Linked DNA regions of Mus musculus: regions 1, 2, 3, 5, 6 and 7 are each linked to region 4. Evidence: chromatin contacts called from public HiCAR-type, HiChIP or PLAC-seq, capture Hi-C and promoter capture Hi-C data. All regions are on one chromosome and are shown on one strand. Each heading gives the region's core, a stretch centred on a gene start, on an enhancer-like site or on the middle of the called end of the contact. The rest is flanking DNA. Distances are from core to core; before and after follow the strand shown. Region 1 holds the start of Gdpd1 (glycerophosphodiester phosphodiesterase domain containing 1). Region 2 holds the start of Bcas3 (breast carcinoma amplified sequence 3). Region 3 overlaps Bcas3 (breast carcinoma amplified sequence 3). Region 4 holds the start of Brip1os (BRCA1 interacting protein C-terminal helicase 1, opposite strand). Region 5 holds the start of Ppm1d (protein phosphatase 1D magnesium-dependent, delta isoform). Region 6 holds the start of Ypel2 (yippee like 2). Region 7 holds the start of Appbp2os (amyloid beta precursor protein (cytoplasmic tail) binding protein 2, opposite strand).

Region 1 (3,152 bases), core at 143-2,642, 870 kb after region 4:
TAAGATTGAAATGTCCTGGGCTGGTGAGATGGCTCAGTGGGTAAGAGCACCCGACTGCTCTTCCGAAGGTCCAGAGTTCAAATCCCAGCAACCACATGGTGGCTCACAACCATCTGTAAAGAGATCTGATTCCCTCTTCTGGAGTGTCTGAAGACAGCTACAGTGTACTTACATATAATAAATAAATAAATCTTTAAAAAAAAAATTAAAACTATTACTTATAAAAAAAAAAAAATTGAAATGTCCTGAAGCCACATTATTGAACAGCAGTGAAGAAGCAAAGATGTGGCCTGTTATAGTAAATTAGAAGGCGGAGCGGACTCGCTTCAACCCTTATATACTTGATATTGTATAAAAGCAATATACTTTTGCAAGAGAAACATCTTTAAAAAAATACTGACTGATCATAAGCTAAATATTTTAGTCTTTTAGAAGCCCACCAACCATTGCTGGGGTAATGTTCAAAAATCAAAGTAAAACAACAACCCAGGTGCTAGGTTTTGGAATCCTTAGAACCAGAACTCTCCAAGTTGCTTGTGCCACTTCAGTCCACACTCTGTGACCTTGGAAAATGTCCCTGGTTTGGAGACATTTCTCTCCAGAGCTCAATTACAAACGCGTGGAGCGTGGCATCGCAGACTCCTCAGCTCTCGCTCCAGGTACTCGCAGATCCTCAGCTCTGCCGGAGCCCAAGCTCTTCCCCACGGACTCAGCCACCAGCCTATTCCAAGCAGTCTGTCCGTTCCTACTTCCCCCTGCGGGTGTCTCCTGGATCTGCACCGGCTTTGTGCCAGGCTGCCAAGAAGGGACCTCCCGATCATCCCTCCATCGGCCGAGGAACGCCCCACTTCTGTCTCTCATCCTGCGCTTCTCCTCCTCACAGAAGCCCTGTCACCCTAGCTCCCCAGAGACGCCCACCAGGACTGGGACACGAGACCCCTTTCCTTCCCTCCCCTCCGGACCACTCATCTGAGGAAGCCCTCCAGTTCCAGGAGCCCATTCTTCGTCAGCCTCTCCAGAATCCCCATCCTCTACCTCCTGCTAGGAAGCCTCCCCCATCCCCGCCATCGGGTTCTGGGGACCCCTCTCACCTCCGCGGTGAGAGATGTGCCTACTGAGGAATCGCTGTTTCTTTCTCTGGTGCAGCAACGCTGGGTATTTAAGCAACAAGAACGAGGTGACCAAATATCCCCCCAGAGTAGAGAGAAGGCAAAAAGCCGCGGTGGACGACATCCTCGGTCACCGCCTTCTGGGCCTGAGACCCCGACTGTGCTGTGATGGTAGCAACGGCCGCAGCGCCGGCAGCTGCTCGAGGTCTGCTCGCCCTCAGCCGGTGCCCTCGGCGTAGCGCACTTGTTCGTGCGGACTCAGCACGCAGGCGCAGCCCGACCCCAGCGCCCGAGCAACAAAGGGGCTCAGATACGCAGGCGCGCTACGGCGCGGAGCGTTGGGCGTCTGGCAGCTGTGGTCCCACGCGCAGGTGCTTCGAAGAAGACCCCGAGGCAAGAGGTTGGAAACTTGCCAGTGGTTTTATTTGTTTGGATTTGTTTGGGCAGTCCCTAAGCCGAAAACGCTCTCAAGCCAGGATAGCCTTCGGGGAAAATCTGACGTAACTGGGAAATGTGCATCAAAGGAGGATTCCAGGCCAGGTCCTAGTCCTTTCTGTGGGAAAAGCGAAGAATTGTTACTGATACCTCGAACTCGTAGCCTAGTTGGTTAGATCGTACGGGATTCAAGCCCCAGTACAAAATAAACATGAATAAAGAAACTGACCACTAAGTCCTTTCCTATAAAGACTGGCAACTAACTTTTCCATTTTTCTTTTTCATCTCCTACCTTACAAACTAGAAATACAGTAGGAACCACGTTTTATGGGGGCAGGGTCTTGGTTTTGTGAGATAGGATCTACTTAGCCCAGTCCGGGCTTGAATTCACTATATACCAGAGGATAGAGTCTTCGACTTCAGGTTCTTCTACCTCAGCCTCCAGAGTGTTGGGATGGTAGGCAAGCCCAGCTGTGGATCGTATTTTATGCAAAGTAATTAGCCACAAAGGCTGTGGCTGTGGCTCAGTTGTAAAGCACTTTCCAAGCACATTCAAGGTTTGGATTTGTTTATTGAGACAGGGTGTCTCACTGTGTTGACTGTGTGCTGGCCTCTTGATTCACAGAGACCAGTTTGCCTCTGCCTTCTAAGTATTGGGATTCTTTTCTTTCCCTTTTCTCCTCTCTCCCTTCCTCTCTCCGTTCTCTCTCCCTCCCTTCCTGTCTCCTCCCCCCCGGCCCCCCCCCCCCTTAGAGACTGGGTCTCACTATGTACCGAGGCTGATCTGGAACTCGCTATGACAATAGGGCTAGAGATCCACTTGCGTCTGCCTTCCCTTAAGGCCAGGGGTTTGAGTCCCAGGACAATTGCAACAACAGGCAGACTCACAGTATTGAGCTCCGGCTGGCTTCAAACTCCTAAGGGTGAAGCAGTCTTTTGGTTTCATCCAGCTCATTAGCTGGAACTGCAGGCAAGGGTTGCTGCACCCGATCCTATCTCGTTTATTTATTTTTTATGCATTTACTTATTTCCTGTGTAGTGTATGTGTGTGCACGTGTAAAGGCAGAGGACAACCTAAGGAGACCTAAGGTGGCAGCTCCTTTTCCCACTAAGCCATCTTGCTGGGTCAAGTGGCAGCTTTTGGAAAGGTGGTAAACACTCTATTTCACAAACATTGGGACTAAAATATCTAATCCTGTCAGGACACTATTTTAAATGTATCTGGGAAAATAGGATCAATTACAATACACTACATTGGGTCTCAACTTATTTTGCACTTATCTAATTGATAGCATAATCACAATTGGTGATTGTCATATGCTGGGGAAAGTTACTATAGATTGGTGAGATTTAGCAAATTATTTCATAGAATAGGTATTTAATTAAAGAACATTTAAGTCAGGCCTGAGGGTACAGGTCTGTAATCCCAGCAACTCTGGAGGTTGAGGCAGTAGGATTGTAAAATCTAGGTCTGCCTGGGTTACAGAATGAATTCAAGCTAGTTACTGTTTTCAAATATTAAGAACAAACAAGAGTGGGGATGTAACTCAGTGGTATACTTGAGATCTGAGTTCAATGCCTAGTGCTCAAAGTTTCTTTGTTAGCACA
Region 2 (2,945 bases), core at 30-2,529, 850 kb before region 4:
GGTCTTGGTGTTTCGTCACAGCAATAGAAACCCTAACTAAGACATATGGCCATGGAAATGAGTTTTTTTGGCCTTGACCACGACCTCCAGCTAACTCTTGACACTGATGACATGCCTAAAAAGTCTACTTTAACCTGTATGATAGGCAAAGGTACTTTTACGAATTCCTTGTTGGTCATACCTAGCCGCCTAGTCCACATCTAGGCAGGAGCATCATGTCCAAATTCCAGGCCCGTTTATTATTTTTAAAAGAATTATATCTTATTAAAAAAGATTTTTTGGAAGGGACAGTGTTTTCAAACTTGGTGGCACTGGACTGGCTTAGAACTTGTTATGTACACCAGTGCTGGGAATATAGGGAATATAGTGCATGTGTTACTGGAATCCCATAAAAAGAGATTTTGGTACAGGTTACTAGGTGCTCAGGGGAAAGATATATGGGAAAGCTAGGAGTGTGATTGTGGGTTTCTTTAAGCAAGAGCTCCCGGCCTACGACTACTTGAGACTCCATGAACCCTTAAGACGTATCCAATGCCATCTTGCAAAGCCCCAGGTAGTCTTCTTAGACTCTCTATGGATCCCTATATTGTGCAACAAGTTCCCCCTTCCAAAGTCTGGGGCCTCTCCATTTCCAGATGTTCACGAACATCCATTCCTATGACAGTAACCATTAAGGACTCCAACAAAATTTCTTACAGGCCCCCTTATTCAGAGCAAGACGTACTCAGCAGGGGACTGAACACGGACTGCCAGCCTAGACTCCCGGAAGGTAAACACAGCGCCGCGGGCGGGGTGGAGGGCGGGCTCGGGCAGCCTGAGTGGTCAGGTAAAAGTGATTGGCAGCTGCCACGTCCACGTGCTTTTAGCTTCAAATCAGCTGTCGCGAGAATTCGATGTAAACACACCAGTATACCTGGCTTCGGGCTCCTCGCTGGAGACTTCTGGCTGAGGTCCGCAGGTATTTGGTGCATGTAGCGTTTCCTTAAAACAGAAAATCCACCAAGGTGCCTCTTCCAGGCCCGCAGACACGCCTGCCTTTTCTCCCCTGCCGCCTGCATTCACAACCGAACCTGACCCACCCGCTTCACCCGAACTTCCATACTGTTGTGTTTTCCCTCCAGCCCCAGCGGATTGGATGGATTCTGAAGGCGGGTCCGCCTCTTTCCTACTCGCTGGTTGGCGAAGCTGACCTCCAAGGGCGGTGCCGCGCCGGGGCCAGTTTGCTCCTGGGATTGGCTGATGCGGTGGTTCCGCCGAGGCGTGGTAGGAAGTGCTAGCCGTCAATCACGAGGGAGACTCCAAACAGTGAGCCTGAAGCTGGAGAACAGCGTTTACCGGCGGAGCGGCCGGTGAGAGGGCTGGCGGGTCTTTGGCTTAGGGGAGGTTTGGAGAGGGAAAGGGACAGGCAGCATGAGGAAACAGGGCTTGACCAGCCCCAGTTGACGGGGAAAGGTGCTGAAACTGGAGGAGAGCTGGGCAAGAGGCCAGAGGGCGGCCGGGGGCAGTGGTGGTAGGGCTTTGGAGGTGAAGTGTGGAGTGTTGTTCCCGTGACTTTGGGGAGAGTGGGGCCCGAGGGGCTTTCGAGGAGCTGTTCTCAAGTGACAAGGCCTTTAAAGGACAGAGGTGGGGAGACTGGTTCGGGTAATAGAGGGTGGAATGAAGATGAGAGTACTGAGGGGTCTGGTGAAAGGTACTGCCTAAGAAAGGGGTAGCTGGACTAGTTGGGACAATGGGTTGTTTGGGTTGTATAGGAATGTGGGGATCAACAGTTTGGGGTTTTTCAAATGAGGTGGTACAGTGAACCCTTCTTAAAAGTGATGCTTTTAGGCTGTGGGCTTTCCTGAGCCTTGTAAGACATCTTTAGTTCTGTTGCCAGTCCCCCTTTAACCATAATGAAGCAGACTCTGTACTCTCCAAACCACCTCTATGATTCAGAAACTCATTAGATAGTCAAGGTCTGGGACTTACTTAGACTGTGGGAAAATCCAGAGGCTCCTTATATTATACGAGTTTATATTCCAAATTTGTTTACACGCTGGTGATTACGTTACAATAGCTGGAGGTTAAAATATTATTTAAATGTGGCTACACAGTTTTATCTGTCCTCAACAGATTTATCTGAAGGCAGAGTGGTATCCTGTTACGTGTATTTGTTCTGAGGCTCACATGGGCCATCTGGTCTTTATATGGCTGTGCCCTTAAGGTTGACTTTGAACTCCTGATCCTCCTGCCTCTGCCTCTCAGGCATGCATATGCATCACCACCTGTGACCAGCTTTTTAAATTATTATTATTATTATTATTATTATTATATTTTTAAAAATAAAATACTAAGAATCTCAGGCTTACATTGCCCTTGAACTCAAGGCAATTTCCTTGCCTCAGCCTCCTGGGAACTGGAACTGCTGGTATGTTATGTCCCACTGAGCTTTATATTTGCATTTCTTTATTTTTCTTTTTTTAAAGATTTATTTATTTTTATATATGTAAGTACACTGTCGCTGTCTTCAGATATACCAGAAGAGCGCTTCATAACCCATTACAGATGGTTGTGAGCCACCATGTGGTTGCTGGGAATTGAACTCAGGACCTGTGGAAGAGCAGTCAGTGCTCTTAACCCCTGAACCATCTCTTCAGCCCTATATTTGTTTTTCTAAGTGATCCTGTGTTATATAGTTCCCATTTAGTTCTCTGTCTCTTTTCCTCCTAGTTATAAATTATAGGAAGATTCTGCCAAAGACTGAACTGTCTTGACTTTCAGATACTGCATAGTTCAAGGTCAGCCTCAATTCCTGGGTAAGACCCTATCTTAAAAAAAGAAAAGTAACTTCCTGGGTGTGGTGGGTACACACCTATAATCCTATCAGTTGGGCTGGCAGGTCTCTGAGAGATCTAGGCCACAAGTTTCTGGGAAAATTCATGGTTTGTCACAGTTTGGCAAAGGGA
Region 3 (3,263 bases), core at 481-2,980, 810 kb before region 4:
CAAGTTGTCTTTTTACCAAAGTTTATTTGCATGTCTGTTTAGCAAGAAGTTGCAGGGCAAGAGATGTGGCTCATGGTTGAGTCCTTCCTGGTGTGTACAAGGTCCTGGGTTCAATTTCTAAAAACTCAAAGAACCATTACTGTCAGTTTTTGATATTTAGTATTGTACAGTATTGTAAAATAGCACAAATAAAGTGGTATAGATTGCTGTAAATTAGATGACATCATGGTGGCCTGGCAGGTAGTCCACTGGAAGAATTAGTGAATTCTTATATAATTTTTCTTGATTTGTTTGTACGATTGTTTGGTGGAATTAGATATTGATCCTAGGGCCTCACGTTACATAATCATCCCCACACTGCGCTGTATCCTCGCACTGTTTATTAACAATGTTGTTTTTGAGATAGGTTCTCACTAAGTCGCCTTGGTGATTTTTGATGCCACTCTGTATAGTCCAGCAGGCAGAGCCTGAACCTGTGACCAAGAAACACAAGACTTGGGTCTTCTGAGTAAGATCACAGTAATGCTCATCAGCCCAGCTGCCTTTGTTTGGTTTTCGTTTTTTGAGACAAGATTTTGTTCCACAGCCCAGGTTGCCCTTGAAACTGTAATTTCAAAGGTTTCAGCATTCAAGTGCTGGGTTATTGGTGTGTATCATTATGTCCAACTTTCTCTTGTGTTACTGTGGTGGCCAGGAAGCTGGAATTCTGCTGGGTCCAAACTAGAAATGTATTAGAGGCCTGTCAGTGGTGGGATATGTAAAATCATAGTGTTTTCATCCAATGAAAGAAAGACTTGTAATCATATTCATTGACATGAATTAATTTATAATCATAGTAATGTGGAAGAGGTTCTATAAGAGTATACTATATGACCCCAGTTACACTGTGTCCAGTAATGCAAATGTGTGCCCAGTCTTGAAAGTTAAGATTGTGGCTATAACCGGGGAGGGATGTGGCAAGCCTTCTGAAGCCTTGTAACTTTTTGTTGTTTTATTTATTAATTTTTTTGGAGATAGAGTGTCAACTTTTAGTCTGAGCTGGTGTGAAATTTCTTGTATAGGCAAGCTTGGCTTCCAAGATGTGGTCAAGATTCGCCTGCCTCTGCATTTGTTACCAGCCTAATTTTTTTGAGGTGTATGTCAGTAGCATAGATGCTTTATGGAACATTCATTAGCCTGTACATGTATAACTGATGACACGTACATTTTAAATAGAAAGCTGTCTGTCAGTAGAGTTTGCCAAAAAAGTCTTTGGATTCTAGTTCTCTGTCTCTGTAGAGCAGAGCACTGTGTGTGTCCTGGGGCTCACCCGGGATCCATTCTGTTGTCCGTGACACGCCAGGGTTTCAGAGCAGGCTGGCTCTCAGAGGTCTCCCAGATGATTCTGTGTGTGGATCGCTGTCTTTTGCACTGTAATTTCCTTTTCCTTAGGTTGAGTTGTGAGATTCTAAACTTGTATTCCCCAACTCCCTTCCAGTTTGGTATGTAATTTGCATATTTTCACCATGCGAAAGCTATTTTCTATGGTTGGAAAAGATTTTTTTTCCTACAGTGTGAACAAATCATTCTTTGTTCTCCTTATTGTGCCTTCAAACTGGTACGTCCGGTTTATGCCCTAAACAACAAAAGTCTGTCATCAGAAATTAAATGCCAGCAGGACAAAGGCGGAGACCAGGAGGAACTCTGGGAGGGAGCGGCCTCCTGTGTACCCTCCTCTCCAGCCTGGAGTCCTGGGTCCACTCTCTCGTGCCCCTGCTGTTCAGTTTAGAAGTAAGCTTGCAGCTCACTTTTCAGGCCACACGCTCTCCCTCATTGAGATTCTTTGCCATTTTCTAAGATCTTTTTTTCTGGGAAACCCAAAAGTAGTTTTGACTGAGTTAACCTTGTTTTGGTATTTATTTGAAAGCAAAGTTACCCATGAACATGCTGGATGAAAGTATTAGAGGCAGCTGGGAGCCATCCCCGTCTGTGTGCTTTCTGATGTGAAGGCCCTGTCTGGCTATGCCGAGTAGTGCTGTCTGCGCGCAGTGTTGTTCTCATGTAGGATTTTCACGGATGGTTGGAGGGTTCTTTCCCGGGAGGCTGATACTTGCGACTTACGTTCTGCAGTTAGAACTATGCTTCTGATTTCAGCAGCATAGAGTCAGGCGTCTAGGATGTCCCCAGCTCTCTGTGTATGGCACAGTGCCTCCTCCATTCCCTTTCCTAGGCTGTACCTGAGGATTCTAGCTCAGCTCCCCAACTCAGTGCGGGCTCCCGCAGTGAATGTGGGGGTGCATTTTTGTTATCCTCCTGGTTTTTGTTCTCACCTGTTGCTGTACATGTAAAGATGTGTTCAGGTTAGAATAAGGAGGTTGCTTTGTTTTGAAAATTGTTTTATTGTAAAGCTTCATGTGTTTGGATTTTTTCTATGTTTTCTGCTCTAGTGTATTAAATTCAGTGAGGACAAACGTATTGCAATTATGTTGAGAGATCTTAAAACAATAGTATATTGGAGCACAGAGGCTCAGGGTAATAAGATTATATTTTTTAACGTTAGAATTTTGTTAGATCGAGCCACAAATGCCTGCTCAGGCCCATGGAAATGAAAGCACAGAACAGGAGATTTCGTGTTCACATTGTAGTTTGTTATGTGTGTAAATTTCACAAGTGCGATTTTTCATTACCCTTCTTATTACAACTGTAAGTTTTACCTTATTTTTAATTCTATGAAAATAGACTTATTTTTTTATCTTTACTGTATTTTCAAAATGTAATTGCTTACTCAACATTCTCTGCTTTGCCCTTCTTTGTTTATTCTCAAGAGGTGGAGACTCAGAACTTAACAACACATCTTTAATAGAAGTAGGCAATACCATTTCTTAGTCCATTCATATATGTGTGTCTAGAAACCAAAGAAGTGGTACATTTTAAGATTTCAGAAAAATGTTTGATTGCTGCATTGGGTGGAAGATTTCACCAAATAATTTCTTCCAGTTTTTTATTAAACAGTTTCCTTCTTATCTGTTGTTATAAGATGGAGACTTGAGAGCCCCACTGTGTTTTGCTCATGGATTTTGTTACCGAAATGAAAGGCTTGTGGAGCCCTGCAACCCAGGCCTGCTTTCTGACTTCTTAGAGCCTTTGGGTAGGTGGTGCTGTTGTAGCACTGTCTGGGCTGGGGTTCCTCATGGGAATATTTACAGGAAAGGAAAACCCTGCAGCTCACAGCTCTAAAGGGTACATAGGAGAGCCGCGGAAGATGTGAGTTCTTTCTCTCTGTA
Region 4 (2,850 bases), core at 58-2,557:
ACTGTTTGCATCACCTAACCTCCCAGACACTTTTATTGACTGAAGAATTTCGACAGTGGTGAGAAAATCTGGTAAACTCAGTCTGTGAATGGAGATGGTTAAGACAGAAGGTACAACAGGTCATGAAGTCAATAACTTTAACCACAGCTTCTGTGCTCCAAAAAACCCACCACTCTTAAGTTATTTTTCATTTCTAAATATTGTTCTGTCAGACAAGACCTGCATAAAATCAAGCCAAGGAGACCTGTCAACATCCCATCAGGCAGTACTAATTGGACTCATTGGGTGGGAGGGGCGTGTGAAGGGGTCCCGAAGCAGTGTGAAGGATGTACTGGGGATAGGTCAAGATACTTTGTATATATGCATAAACTATCAAAGAATAAATAAAAGATATTGTTAGAAAAAGTATCCAATCACTGATTTTTATCTGTAAACCTCTGAGGTTTAATGGACTCTAACAGCTTATTCTGAAGCAAAAACTCAATATTGTGTTACTAAAATTAATCGAGATGGCAATCTATGCCTGAAGCTGTGGCAACATTCCTCTCAAAACTCATCAGACAATCACACTTCCGGATGTGGTGGCGCAATTCTTCTGGCCCCCAACAATCTCTGGTGGATCTCTGTACGATCGATCGAGGGCAGCCAGGTCTGCACTCCGAGTTCCAGCCCAGCCAGAGCTGGAGGGTGAGACCCTGTCTCTTTAAGAGAAGGGGGGGGGGGGGGCGGGTTAACAAATCTGTAGCCCTTCCAGAAGTACCGCGGAAGCTGGGGCTACCTCCAGCCTGCGTTCACAGAATGTAAGGACAGGCTCCCTGGCCCTCAGCTTTCCTTCCCCAAGCTCCTAGTTCTCACATGTCCACGGGGAGCCACACCATAGAGCCCGAGAGCCCGCCGGCGCCAGCCTGCAGGAGCCCGTCCCCTCCCCGCGCCCTCCTTTCCATTTGCCCACGGCTGGCTCCCGCTCCCAGAGAAAAGGAACGGCTGACGTTTGACAGAAGGCAACGCGGAGCCGACCTACAAGGAAAGCTCGCGAGTACGAAAGTCCTCCCTCACCGGCTGTTCCGACGCTGCCAGGTACCAAGGTACAGCCACTCCTCCCTCTCCAGGCTGCACTCCGCAGCGCCACACAGATGAATTCGCGCCTCCCGCCCCTCGGTTCCCAGTCAGCCAATCACACAGCCAGACCGGAAAAGGAAACAGCCAATCATCGTACGAGGCCAACGCTATACCGCCCAATGGGAGCCCGCGAAGTAAAATCAACCCTCGAGTACTTGGCGGGACCGGAAGACGAGCACCGCCCCTCCCCCAAACCCCACCCCGCGAAAAAGACTGGGACAAGTTCCGCACATTTGCTTGAAGGAAAAAAAAAAATTCTTGTACTGTGAGACTTTAAGAAGCACAAAATGGGCGTTAGACGGGTCTTACATTTGGTGCATTGACCGGGAATCGTCCTGCTGGCGGGTCCAGTGACAGGAGACCGGAGGATTGTTCGAGCAGGTACCGCGGCTGTGTCTCTTTGTGTCCGCCCTTGGCGTGCGTCTATTCCGCGCGTCTATTCCGTCTGTTCCCTCTATTTTGAGTCGGCTGCAAGTCAGTTTGGTTTCGGTTTGCAAAGGAGTTGTCTGCCGGGGGTTGCCAGAAGCGACCTTAACGCTGCGGTAACGAAGAGTCCTGGAGGACGCTCCAGACTCTCAGAGTGGGAAGTCGGATCCGATCCGCGAGATCCGGGAGGGCTCGACTTCATCTGGGGGTCAGTGGCAAAGAGACCACTACCAAGTTATTCAGTGTATCTTCTGTGGCGCTCGTGGCAGGGGCGCGTTGGTATTTTACTTTCTGTTTTTCTTTTTGTGTGTGGACTGGGACTGACGTTATTTTTGGACAGAATGGGACACTGACCTTCCACCCCTCCGAGTTTTACTCTAGAACATTGGAGGGAGGTTAAGACTAGAGCTCACAATCTCTCAGTAAATGTGAAGAAAAATAAATGGTTTACTTTTTGCTCGTCAGAGTGGCCCACCTTTCAGATTGGATGGCCTCCTGAGGGTTCTTTCTCACTGCCTCTTATATTGTCCGTCAAGAGGTGCATTTTTGGTGCTGGCTCGAAGAGCCACCCTAATCAGGTCCCATATATCATAGTGTGGGAAGATTTAGTCACCGATCCCCCTCCTTGTGTTCGCCCGGTTCCTCTTCAGGACCAATGGCTGTGCCAATCTTCGCCCTTCAGGATAGGCCCAAGAAAGATGTTCTCCCCACCACGGATACTGATCTTCTTCTTTATCTCCCTCCCCTTTATCCTCTCTCTCTCTCTCTCTCTCTCTCTCTCTCTCTCTCTCTCTCTCTCTCTCTCTCCTCATGCAGCTCAAGCTGCAGGGCCTTTGGCCCCGCCCATTCCGCCTGGAGAATCAGGGGGACTCGCCATCCTCCTCCCTCCCCAGGTCAGAGGGACCTGCTCAGGAGACTCAGAGACAGTGGAGGCAACTCCTGAGGGTGCCCATATTCTGCCCCTCCCGGCCTATGGTCCCCGGATGAACAAGGTCATCAGCCTTTCAGTATTGGCCGTTTTCCTCCAATGACTTATATAACTGGAAAACTCATAACCCCTCATTTTCTGAGAATCCACAAGGTCTAATTAACTTAATTGAATCACTTCTCCCATCAGCCCACATGGGAAGATAGTCAGCAACTGCTTCAGGTTCTCTTTACCACAGAGGAAAAGCAGCGAATCCTTGAGGCTAGGATACATGTCCCGGGGTCAGGTGGGCGCCCTTCCCTCCTGCCAGGGAATATTGATGCAGGCTTCCCATTGACCAGACCGAACTGGGACTTCAACACCCCTAAAGGTAGGGA
Region 5 (2,789 bases), core at 133-2,632, 890 kb before region 4:
ACTCCCTCACACATACAGGCAAAACACCAATGTACATAAAAAAAAAGTAATTAAAAAAAGTTAAGGCCCAGTTATTTCAGAATGCTGTTTTAGGGGAGTGGAGAGATGGCTCAGTGGTTAAGAGCCTGCACTGCTTTTTGGTTTGGAGCGCCTATCTGGCTCACAACCACCTGTAACTCCAGTTGTAGGCGGAGGGTTGGGACTCCACACAACATCCACAGAGATACACACATAATGAAAATGAAATAAATATTTAATGACAATTTTAAAAGGAATTGTCTTGGGAGGTATAGAAACTGTTGTTGAAAGGCAGGCCAGCATAAAGCCTTTCCTTGTTGTTTGCATTTCCCATGCTGCTGTAAATAAGTTTCCATTACGCTTTTTGTGAAATCTCAAAGGCTGTACAGAAAATAATAAAGGAACACGTTGACTCCCTCAAAAGAATATGGTGCTAAGAAAATATTAAGTTGATCACTCGAGAACTTATTTCAATTTCGTGGAAATCAGTCTAAAAGCATTCATTTTGTTGTTGGGACTGTCAACTTCTGTGAACGGAGGGAAATAACCGTGTCTTTAGGGCATGGAGATCCTGTTGTATGCTCCTTTTCCAAACGGTAACTTAGATTCTGCAGTAATAGCTGTATTCAAGACGAGTCCGAAAAAGTATTAACGACGCTGAAAAGAGGAAGAAATATGCAAAATACTTAAAAAAAAAAAAGGGCTGTAAAGTGTTAGGAATTAAACTCGCCGACAGGTCTCCGACCTAACGTTATCGCGGAAAACAGGGCTGTGCAACTGGCGGTGGAAAATTCCAAGTCTTCTTAAGTAAACCCGACTGCTTCCCTTAACTCCCAGCCGGACAAGTCCCACCCAAGCCAGTTCACGCGTGCTACGCTGGTCTAGCGCACGGACCAACGACTTTGCAGGGCATTTTCGCGCCATTTCGCTTGAAATAAGTGGAAGGTCAAGTCTACCTTTGACCTCTGCAAATTTTCCACAATCGCGGGAGGCAAAACTGGCTCTGCAAAAGGACCAAAGGGGAAAAGCCAGAAGTCTCACGTTAGGGATTTAAGGGGAAAAAAAGATGACAGGTTGAGGCTTCAGCCGCTTAGTAACAGCGGAAAACCCCCAGGGTACAGAAGCCCTAGGCTGGAGAAAACAAACCGGGCAAGGAGCGCGCTCCCCCGGTCGGCGGGCCGAGCGAGATCAGCGGTTGCAGAGAGATGCGGGGGTGGAAGGAGGGCGGGGGCGAGCTTGCTCTTCTTGACTCCTGATTGGTCTGTCTCAGCGAGCCGAGTGACGTCATCAGGAGAAAGGGGGGGAAAGAACGTCTGATTTGTATGGTGGGCGCGGGCGGGCGGGGAGCGAGTTCAGTGCGCAGGCGCAGCTGCTCGGCTCCTCTCGCCCGCGACTCGACCGGCCCAGCTCTCGCGGACAAGTCCCGACATCACGCGCCCCCCCCCACCGCCGCGGGGACCGCCTCCTCTTCACTCTCGGCTTCGTCGAAGATAAACAATAGTTGGCCGGCGAGCGGCGAGTGTGTCTCCCGCCTCGGAATTCGGCGGGCTGCGTGGGAACGGCGGGATCCCGGGCAGCCGGCCATGGCGGGGCTGTACTCGCTGGGAGTGAGCGTCTTCTCGGACCAGGGCGGGAGGAAGTACATGGAGGACGTAACTCAGATCGTGGTGGAGCCCGAGCCGGCTGCGGAGGACAAGCCGGCGCCGGTACCGCGGCGGGCGCTCGGGTTGCCGGCGACCCCCACTCTCGCCGGCGTCGGGCCATCGGAAAAAGGCCCGGCGGCGGCCCGCGACCCTGCCCCGGACGCCGCGGCCTCGCTACCCGCTGGCCGCTGCTGTCGCCGCCGCTCTTCGGTGGCCTTCTTTGCAGTGTGCGACGGGCACGGCGGTCGGGAGGCGGCACAGTTTGCCCGGGAGCACTTGTGGGGTTTCATCAAGAAGCAGAAAGGCTTCACCTCGTCCGAGCCCGCCAAGGTGTGCGCTGCCATCCGCAAAGGTTTCCTCGCCTGTCACCTCGCCATGTGGAAGAAACTGGGTAAGTTCCCCGCCCGCCTCTTTTTTTCTTTTCTCCCCTTATCCCCCTGGGCTTTTTATAGCATCAGCACCGCGTGGGCCTCCCCGGTACCAAGAGCGCTATCCATCAAGCGACGCTGTCCAACAAGGGATGCGAGTGAAGACTGTCATGGTTGGAGTTCTAGGCACACCGAGTGGCCTCGGAAACGCTAGGATGGCTTGTCTCCCAGCAACCGCTCCTTGCATTATCTCCTCCCTCCTACGATCAGGGGGCAACAGTCTCCCCTCTCCCTTCGCTAATTCACTTTGGTAGCAGCACGCTCAGAAGTGTTTGAATGCCGGCGCCAGATTGTAACCGAGGGATAAATTTAAGAAACGTTTCTACACGGGCTAGGTGAAAGAAGCAGGAGGTGGCAAGAATTGGAGCGTTCCCTTAGCATCTGTCATAATTTTGTTCTTGTTGGGCTTGTTCCTCTTGGTTGCCTCCTACCGGTGGTGTCACTTCTTCAGATTGACCTGAATGGCTCTGGCTCGATGTAAGTCAATTTAGAAGGGCTGAAGTGTAACATAGGCAACTTACTTTTGTGATAGTGTTTTGGGGTAATCCCTTGAATTGTTTATGAGAAAGGTGTGCAACGTGTTAAATATTAAATTGGCTCCATGTTAGGGGCATGTGTTAACTTCTTGGTGTGTGTGTGTGGGATACTTAGAATTGCATTCAGTTTTCCAAAAGTTCATACTGAAAAGCACTCATGTCAC
Region 6 (2,801 bases), core at 288-2,787, 790 kb after region 4:
CATCACAGCTCAGTACAAAACCGGGGGTGGGAGCAGTCATAGTTAAGTATGAACCAGTCACAATGAGATATGTGTATGAAAATGTTCTAATAAAGCCATTATTTTTGACAAATTACAGAATTTACAAAATGATGTAAAGAGAGTGAAACTTCCTCAAAGATAAGAATATCAAATGCTAAGAAAGCTGATGGACTGAACTCAGGTAAAACCTACAGCAGTGTGTGCCAAAAGGAAAAGCAACCCAATCTTACTGACCAGATCCTGTAAACCCCCAAACCAGGCAGACTACTGCAGAGCCTCAAGCATGAGGTTTACTGTAATTCCTTTGTGCCTCTAATGTTCTGTAAATGGGGTTCAGAAAAGTAATCCCTAGGCTTGTTGTTCAGTGCTCTGGACAGGGAGCCCATCTTGCGAGAACGAAGACAAGCATGAGGAACAAAAGACTAATAGGACTCCAACTCAGTGGCTCAAAGACCCTCCAACGTGGCAACAACAAATCAACAAGGAAGCCAAAAAGCAGGGCTCCGGCGCATTTGCCATTTCCAGCAGCCGGGCCGTGGAAGGCTAGGCAAACCGGAGGATGCTCGCTCAGCTTTTTAAAAACTGTGGGTAAAAGTGAAGTCAGAGGTGGCAGGCAGTTCTTTGCACGAGGGGTCCAAAGCAACAGTGCTTCCCCCTAAGTGCCAGCCAGGAGACGGGTGTAAGGTTCCACTGTTTCGGAAAAAAAAAAAAATCACCCGAAGGGAGTCAGCAACCAGGCAGGTAAACTTGAAGCAGGAAGAGAGGCAGGAGCCAGCTGCGGGAGGGACTCTCCGCAGAGGCCCCCGCAGCGAGTCTGGCAACAGAGTTCGTGCCCACCCCTTGGCAAGGCCGCAGGGGAGGCGCCGGGAAGCGTCCAGGCAGGAACTCGCTGTGGTTCCCTTGGCTTGGGGCTGCCGAAGCGCTCCGGGGACTTTAGAGGGCGACGTGCCCCAGACCCAACTATCTCAATGGAGACATCGACCATACAGCCGGGTGCCGCCGGGTGCCATCCGTGGGGGGTGGGTCACGCCGAACAAGGGAGGCGTTGGCGCTCAGGTCTCTGGGTCCCCATATTTGCCAGGCGGCTCGTCGCCACCCGCCGAGTCCCGAACCCGGAGCGCGCGCCAGTGTTTGTAAACAAACCGGTCACGTGGCTGCAGCAACCCGTTCCCCGCCCCTAGCACCCCGGGAACCTTCGGGGAGCCCCCTCGGGACCGCGACAGCACCGCCCCAGCCGAGCCCGGCTGCACGCAGCCCAGGAGCCCGACCGTCCCCAGGGCGCACAGCCCGAACTGGAGCGGAATGCGCCCCACGCCCACGCGAGCCCAGCTCGAGATCCCTCATACCTGGCGGTAGGCTGCCCGGTCCGGCCAGCGCCGGGCTCTCCGGAGTGCTTGGCGATGAAGGACTGCACGGCTGACTCTAGCGCTCCCTGCGCGCTCTTAAAGCCACAGTCTCCGCCACCGCCGCCGCCACTGCCGCTCCGCATCCCTCCGAATCCGGGCTGGGGGCTTGCCGGGTGACAGACGCGCCCCCGCGCCTATCCCATCGGCTCAGCACATAGCAACACGCCACTGGTTGGCCCTGCACGGCCGCAGCCCATCCGCCAGGAGCCAATCACTGGAGGACGGAACTCCGCCCCTGCTTTCCCTGCCTCCCGCCCCCAACCCCCACCCGCCCCTCGGCCCTGGCGGGGCGCGCGTGCGAGGAGTGTGGCAAGGTCTGGGTCCCGCCAGTCCTGGCAGCTGGCGGGCAGGGCTGGGAGAAGAGGTGATTAGAGTGGGGGAGCTCTCTGAGATAGGAGCCTGTTTGTCTGGCTTTACTGGGATTCCCAGGACCCGGGGTTATGTTGGGAAGTGGGATTTACAGTGCTTTTGTTTTGAGAACCTAGATAGTAATTCCTCGCTCCACTTTTTAAGCCACTCCTGACCCAGAGCCTAAGTTACTAAAAGTGACCCGCAGAGTTCAAGGCAGGTGTATTTAGTAAGATAGTACCAGTCTCGTCATGCCCACCCATGCCCTGCTCAGAAGCGGAGATTCTCTATTTCCTCTGCCCTGCTCGAAATTTCCTAATTAAAACTAGGAAAGGGTTGTCTGGTGTGTTCGAGTCCCTGGGTTGGATCCCCAGTACTGAGAGTGGAAGAGCATAGAGAAAGACTATAGAGAAACTGGGATCCCTATTGCTAATGGTTAGTGAGGTCTATTAGCAACAGAAAATACAATAAGAGTAGTCAAGGTGACCAAAAGGGAGGAACTGGCATTCTGGGTCAGTGGGGTGGTGCTTTTCAAGGAAGAGAGGGTTAAAAAATAAACTCATGACAGTCGGGAAGTCCAGGGAGGCACCAGGTGGGTGGAGTGGGGCAGAGTCTTCCTACCGGAAAACAGGTCAATTTGATAAAAGAATTTCTGCGGGGGGGGGGGCGGGGGAGACACGGCAGACCCACCCTTTTTTCTAAGACACTGGGATTCTGAATGGTGTTGGGGCAAAATACATGTTTTCATTGCTATTTTAGAAGAGAAAAAAACACAAGGTAATTGGACAAGGTGGTTCTCTGCTTTATAGCCCAATTATAACCCAAGGCTTGGGAAGTGTTAGAAGTTTAAGGTCATTCTTGGTTAGATCGGTCCAAGCTAGCCAGGTTACTGAAAAAGAGAAAAAAAAAAAGTTCATGCGGGGTTGGGGTGCTGAAGGAGGCCCAGGAACCTTTGGTCTCCTATCTGGCAGCAGTTTACACACAAACCCAGGCTGGTATTTGGGTAGATCCCCGGGTGACTCAAAA
Region 7 (3,143 bases), core at 464-2,963, 970 kb before region 4:
TTCTCCAGGTATTTAGGAGAGAAATGAGTTTACCTGTTAAGTAAGGGTTGGTGCAAAGCAGCAGCAGGGTTTATAGACTGCAGTATGTCAGTTGCTAATTCTGAAAGAATGTTCTCAAGCTGGAAAAAGCAGACAATCTCTCTAATAAAACAAACGCCCTAAAACACCGAACAAAGATAAGAATATACAAATCTGCTAAATATCAAATTACACTGCTGGGAGACAACTAACTAATCAAGTAATACTAAAGATCTAAAAATAAAAGCTCTACTGGTCATATTTTGCAAAAGTGGCTACTGGAAACTGAAATTCTCGCTGACTCAAAGCAAGGATCCCTGAATAAGGCCAGTGTTCACACTCAAACGTGGGGGAGAGGAAAAGGGAGGCTCCGAGTCCATAAAGTTCTCCTCCCTCTCAGAACACTGCAAAAATTGTCCACGTCTATGAACACTTACCCTTGAAACTCCTTGGAGAGCAACTTGGGACTTTCTGTGCAGATTTTTGAGAGGGAGCGACGCAAGAATGCTGCAAAATCGCACTTTTCATACACATTGGTATAATTCAGATTTCTACTTCTTGCTTTCAGGGAATTTCACTGCGTCCTTTCTAAAGATCCAGTCTATTACTAATCTATTAGTAAAATTCCCAATTTAACCCAAAGTGTAAACCGAAAAACCAAAACAAACCTAGAAACCACACAAAAAAGCTTTCAAGGATATGCAAATGAAGCCCACAGACCATTTTCATTAAGCCCTAACTAAATCATTTCGGATTGAAAGAAAGGAAAGGGACGAAACTCGGATTAGAGAAGGGAGGGGAAAAAAAAAAGAAAAAGAAAGAAAGCAGTTACTCGGGTAAAGAGGATCGACGAGATGACAAAGTAGGGAGAATTAGGGGTGGAGCGGAACAAAAAAGTCCAGCTGATACAAACACTAGAGAAGACAGAAAATACCCCAGCGACTAGAGGACCGGGTGGGACTCGGCTGGGTCAGGCATTCCCGCAGGCCTACCCTGGGGCCCCTAAGGGGATGGCGGATAGCTCTCACACAAGAACCCCCCCGGGCCGCACAGACCGGGAGGCAGACGCGGGGGTGGCGGCGTATCGGAAAGCGGCCACCGCAGCCGACGCTACCTCGAGAGCTACAGGCCGGGCCGTGGACGTGGAAGGGGGTGCGGCCCAGGAGCAGCGGCGGGGTCCGATAGAACAGATCGCCTGTACCTTGTAGTAAACGTCGAACTGGATATTCTCCGGCAAGGAGCGGATGTCGCGGCGCGAGCGGATGTAGTTGTCCACGACAGCGGAGATGGCGGTGTTGTAGAGCGTCTCCGGGATCCACTCGAGCTCCACGGCCGCCATCTTCCCTCGCTCCTCCTCCGCCTCCTCCCGCAGGCCTCCGCCTCCCTCCGTAGCGAACCCGTGTGAGGCTCCGGAGGCTTCCGAGGGGCGGCGACCACGCGGGCGAGCGGGCGTGCGCGCGCCTCTCGGACCCGGCTGCCGGGCCTCTGCGTGCGCGCGCGGCCTGAGGGCAGATGGTGCTGGCGGTAGCGGCGGTAGCGGCGGCCACGGAAGATCCGGACGAACGCAGACCACGACCGTACCGAGAGCCTCACATTCCCAACAGGAGAGCGAGCCCAGTTCCGTCCAGGCTCTCAGCTCTGCATGGGCGGGGCTGCGTGTGTGCGTCATGACGTCAACGCGCGACGCGCCGACGCGCCCGGGAAGGAATGCGGCAGGCGGAAAACTTGCGGAGAAAGAGCGCGGAGCGTCTGAGGGGCGCTGGGTGCTTGTTCCTAAAGGACGAGACACCGGGGAAGCTGGGCGGTAGTTGGAGTGGTGTTTTATCCAGCGTGCTGTGGCTCTCCAACACAGTCTCGTTTCAGTGAGTTTTTCGACGACAGCCCTCTTCAACTTTAAGAATTGATCTTTTAGATCAACGAACTTTAGGACTGATCTTTTTTTCACAAAAGTGCACAGCACGGACGGGGCATGGTGGTGCACTTGGAATGGATCGCTTGGGAGGCAGAGGCAGGGGTATCTCCTGAGGTCAAGGTCTATGGAGTGAGACCCTGTCTCAAACAAAGAAAATCTATATTGAGGGATGTGGTGGCCCATCACTTTTATCCCAGCACTGCAGAGACAGAGGCAGGTGGATTTCTGTGAGCTCCAGGCCAGCCTGGTCTACAGTGTGAGTTCCAGGCCTGTCCCTCTTGCTCTGGCCCTGTTGTCTCCTGCTCTACTCGCTCAGCCCTAGCTCATAGATTCTTTTTCATTGGGGATGGTTGTGAGCCACCATGTAGTTGCTGGGATTTGAACTCATGACCTCCGGAAGAGCAGTCGGTGCTCTTAATCAACTGAGCCATCTCACCAGCCCCTATCCAATTTTATTTTATTTTAAATTTTGGTTTTTCGAGACAGGGTTTCTCTGTATAGCCCTGGCTGTCTTGGAACTCACTTTGTAGACCAGGCTGGCCTCGAACTCAGAAATCTGCCTACCTCTGCCTCCCGAGTGCTGGGACAATTTTCTTTTTTCTTTTTTTTTAAAAGAAGAAAAATTTGTTTAACATGCCCTGGCTCTCCTAGAACTTTATCTGTAGACCAGGCTAGCCTCAAGTCACAGAGATCTTGCTGCCTCTGCCTCGCTAGTGCTGGGATCAAAGGTAGTTGCCAGCATTTTTTTACTGAGCAATCATTCAAGCCCCGTTTCCCCATTTTTGCATTGAAAAAAAAAAGAATCTATTAAATGTTTTGGCTTGCCTACCAAATTCTTCTAGTAGTCTGAGAATGCATGTCAAACAAATGGAGAAATGCACTTTAAATCCAGTGAAACTGATTAACCATACACACATTTAAACTTCTTCAGTCCTGTGATTTCTTAGGCTATAATTGACAAACCTGGGAAAGCTGTAGTCAGCCTCAAAATAGGGTTGACAGATTTATCAAGTTTAAAAAAAAAACATAGAAACCTCTAAAACACCCTTTGATTGATTGATTGATGATTGATTTTGAGTCAGGGTCCTACTTATGGGCATGGCTGGCCTGGAACAATAACTTGTTAGCTTTGGATTTAAACTTGCACTGATTCTCTATCTCCCAAGACAGGGGGTGGGGGTGGAGGCTGGTGGGTAGCAGTGAACTCAAATTT

The links. Promoter capture Hi-C pulls out the DNA fragments that hold promoters and counts their contacts. HiCAR-type assays count read pairs that join an accessible place to other places. HiChIP or PLAC-seq counts read pairs in DNA pulled down with a chosen protein or histone mark. Capture Hi-C pulls out chosen DNA fragments and counts their contacts.
Region 1: a promoter capture Hi-C map of adipose tissue shows a contact between it and region 4, with 2.3 times the contacts expected there. The contact joins the promoter of Gdpd1 here to the promoter of Brip1os in region 4. A contact is called at or near these places in 1 of 39 promoter capture datasets (liver), 5 of 115 datasets of contacts at active chromatin or transcription factors (bone marrow-derived macrophages, double positive thymocytes, embryonic stem cells and 2 more) and 1 of 9 other capture datasets (adipose tissue).
Region 2: a contact with region 4 is called in a promoter capture Hi-C map of liver, with 5 times the contacts expected there. The contact joins the promoter of Bcas3 here to the promoter of Brip1os in region 4. A contact is called at or near these places in 3 of 39 promoter capture datasets (the C10 cell line, embryonic stem cells and neural stem cells), 4 of 484 Hi-C or Micro-C datasets (B cells, CD4 T cells, embryonic stem cells and 1 more), 22 of 115 datasets of contacts at active chromatin or transcription factors (the NIH/3T3 cell line, astrocytes, bone marrow-derived macrophages and 15 more) and 3 of 9 other capture datasets (adipose tissue, liver and pancreatic islet).
Region 3: an H3K27ac HiChIP or PLAC-seq map of differentiating embryonic stem cells shows a contact between it and region 4, with 6 times the contacts expected there. The contact joins the enhancer-like site here to the promoter of Brip1os in region 4. A contact is called at or near these places in 9 of 39 promoter capture datasets (the 3T3-L1 cell line, 3T3-L1-derived adipocytes, the C10 cell line and 4 more) and 11 of 115 datasets of contacts at active chromatin or transcription factors (T-cell acute lymphoblastic leukemia, bone marrow-derived macrophages, craniofacial prominence and 8 more).
Region 5: a contact with region 4 is called in a promoter capture Hi-C map of second pharyngeal arch cranial neural crest, with 5 times the contacts expected there. The contact joins the promoter of Ppm1d here to the promoter of Brip1os in region 4. A contact is called at or near these places in 11 of 39 promoter capture datasets (the 3T3-L1 cell line, 3T3-L1-derived adipocytes, the C10 cell line and 7 more), 2 of 484 Hi-C or Micro-C datasets (embryonic stem cells and regulatory T cells), 13 of 115 datasets of contacts at active chromatin or transcription factors (the NIH/3T3 cell line, astrocytes, bone marrow-derived macrophages and 9 more) and 3 of 9 other capture datasets (adipose tissue, liver and pancreatic islet).
Region 6: a capture Hi-C map of embryonic stem cells shows a contact between it and region 4, with 2.4 times the contacts expected there. The contact joins the promoter of Ypel2 here to the promoter of Brip1os in region 4. A contact is called at or near these places in 1 of 39 promoter capture datasets (pre-B cells), 1 of 484 Hi-C or Micro-C datasets (the G1E-ER4 cell line), 6 of 115 datasets of contacts at active chromatin or transcription factors (bone marrow-derived macrophages, double positive thymocytes, embryonic stem cells and 2 more) and 1 of 9 other capture datasets (embryonic stem cells).
Region 7: a contact with region 4 is called in a HiCAR-type map of astrocytes, with 6 times the contacts expected there. The contact joins the promoter of Appbp2os here to the promoter of Brip1os in region 4. A contact is called at or near these places in 4 of 39 promoter capture datasets (hippocampal neurons, liver and pre-B cells), 1 of 484 Hi-C or Micro-C datasets (B cells), 8 of 115 datasets of contacts at active chromatin or transcription factors (acute myeloid leukemia, astrocytes, bone marrow-derived macrophages and 4 more) and 2 of 9 other capture datasets (adipose tissue and liver).

The regions. Positions count from the first base shown.
Region 1 is chr11:87,072,745-87,075,896 of GRCm38.p6, forward strand. Gdpd1 (glycerophosphodiester phosphodiesterase domain containing 1) reads right to left here and starts at 1,393. Exons shown (of 10, transcript NM_025638.2): 1 at 1,092-1,393. The coding sequence starts at 1,233.
Region 2 is chr11:85,351,885-85,354,829 of GRCm38.p6, forward strand. Bcas3 (breast carcinoma amplified sequence 3) reads left to right here and starts at 1,280. Exons shown (of 24, transcript NM_001166643.1): 1 at 1,280-1,349.
Region 3 is chr11:85,391,036-85,394,298 of GRCm38.p6, forward strand. All of the region lies in intron 5 of Bcas3 (breast carcinoma amplified sequence 3), which reads left to right. Among named protein-coding and RNA genes, the nearest start is that of Bcas3, 40 kb to the left of the region's middle. Within about 2 kb of position 1,731, at least 96 of the 459 cell types and tissues checked have an H3K27ac peak or open chromatin away from gene starts, as enhancers often do. A contact at or near this core is called in craniofacial prominence, differentiating embryonic stem cells and forebrain, where this site is marked.
Region 4 is chr11:86,200,053-86,202,902 of GRCm38.p6, forward strand. Brip1os (BRCA1 interacting protein C-terminal helicase 1, opposite strand) reads left to right here and starts at 1,308. Exons shown (of 7, transcript NR_130959.1): 1 at 1,308-1,500. It overlaps Brip1 (BRCA1 interacting protein C-terminal helicase 1), which reads right to left and starts at 1,141. Exons shown (of 20, transcript NM_178309.2): 1 at 1,057-1,141.
Region 5 is chr11:85,309,872-85,312,660 of GRCm38.p6, forward strand. Ppm1d (protein phosphatase 1D magnesium-dependent, delta isoform) reads left to right here and starts at 1,383. Exons shown (of 6, transcript NM_016910.3): 1 at 1,383-2,052. The coding sequence starts at 1,602.
Region 6 is chr11:86,992,225-86,995,025 of GRCm38.p6, forward strand. It overlaps Ypel2 (yippee like 2), which reads right to left and starts at 1,538. Exons shown (of 5, transcript NM_001005341.3): 1 at 1,368-1,538. Gm51915 (a long non-coding RNA gene) reads left to right here. Exons shown (of 3, transcript XR_003949754.1): 3 at 119-2,113.
Region 7 is chr11:85,233,453-85,236,595 of GRCm38.p6, forward strand. Appbp2os (amyloid beta precursor protein (cytoplasmic tail) binding protein 2, opposite strand) reads left to right here and starts at 1,714. Exons shown (of 4, transcript NR_028329.1): 1 at 1,714-1,880. It overlaps Appbp2 (amyloid beta precursor protein (cytoplasmic tail) binding protein 2), which reads right to left and starts at 1,668. Exons shown (of 13, transcript NM_025825.3): 1 at 1,220-1,668. The coding sequence starts at 1,357.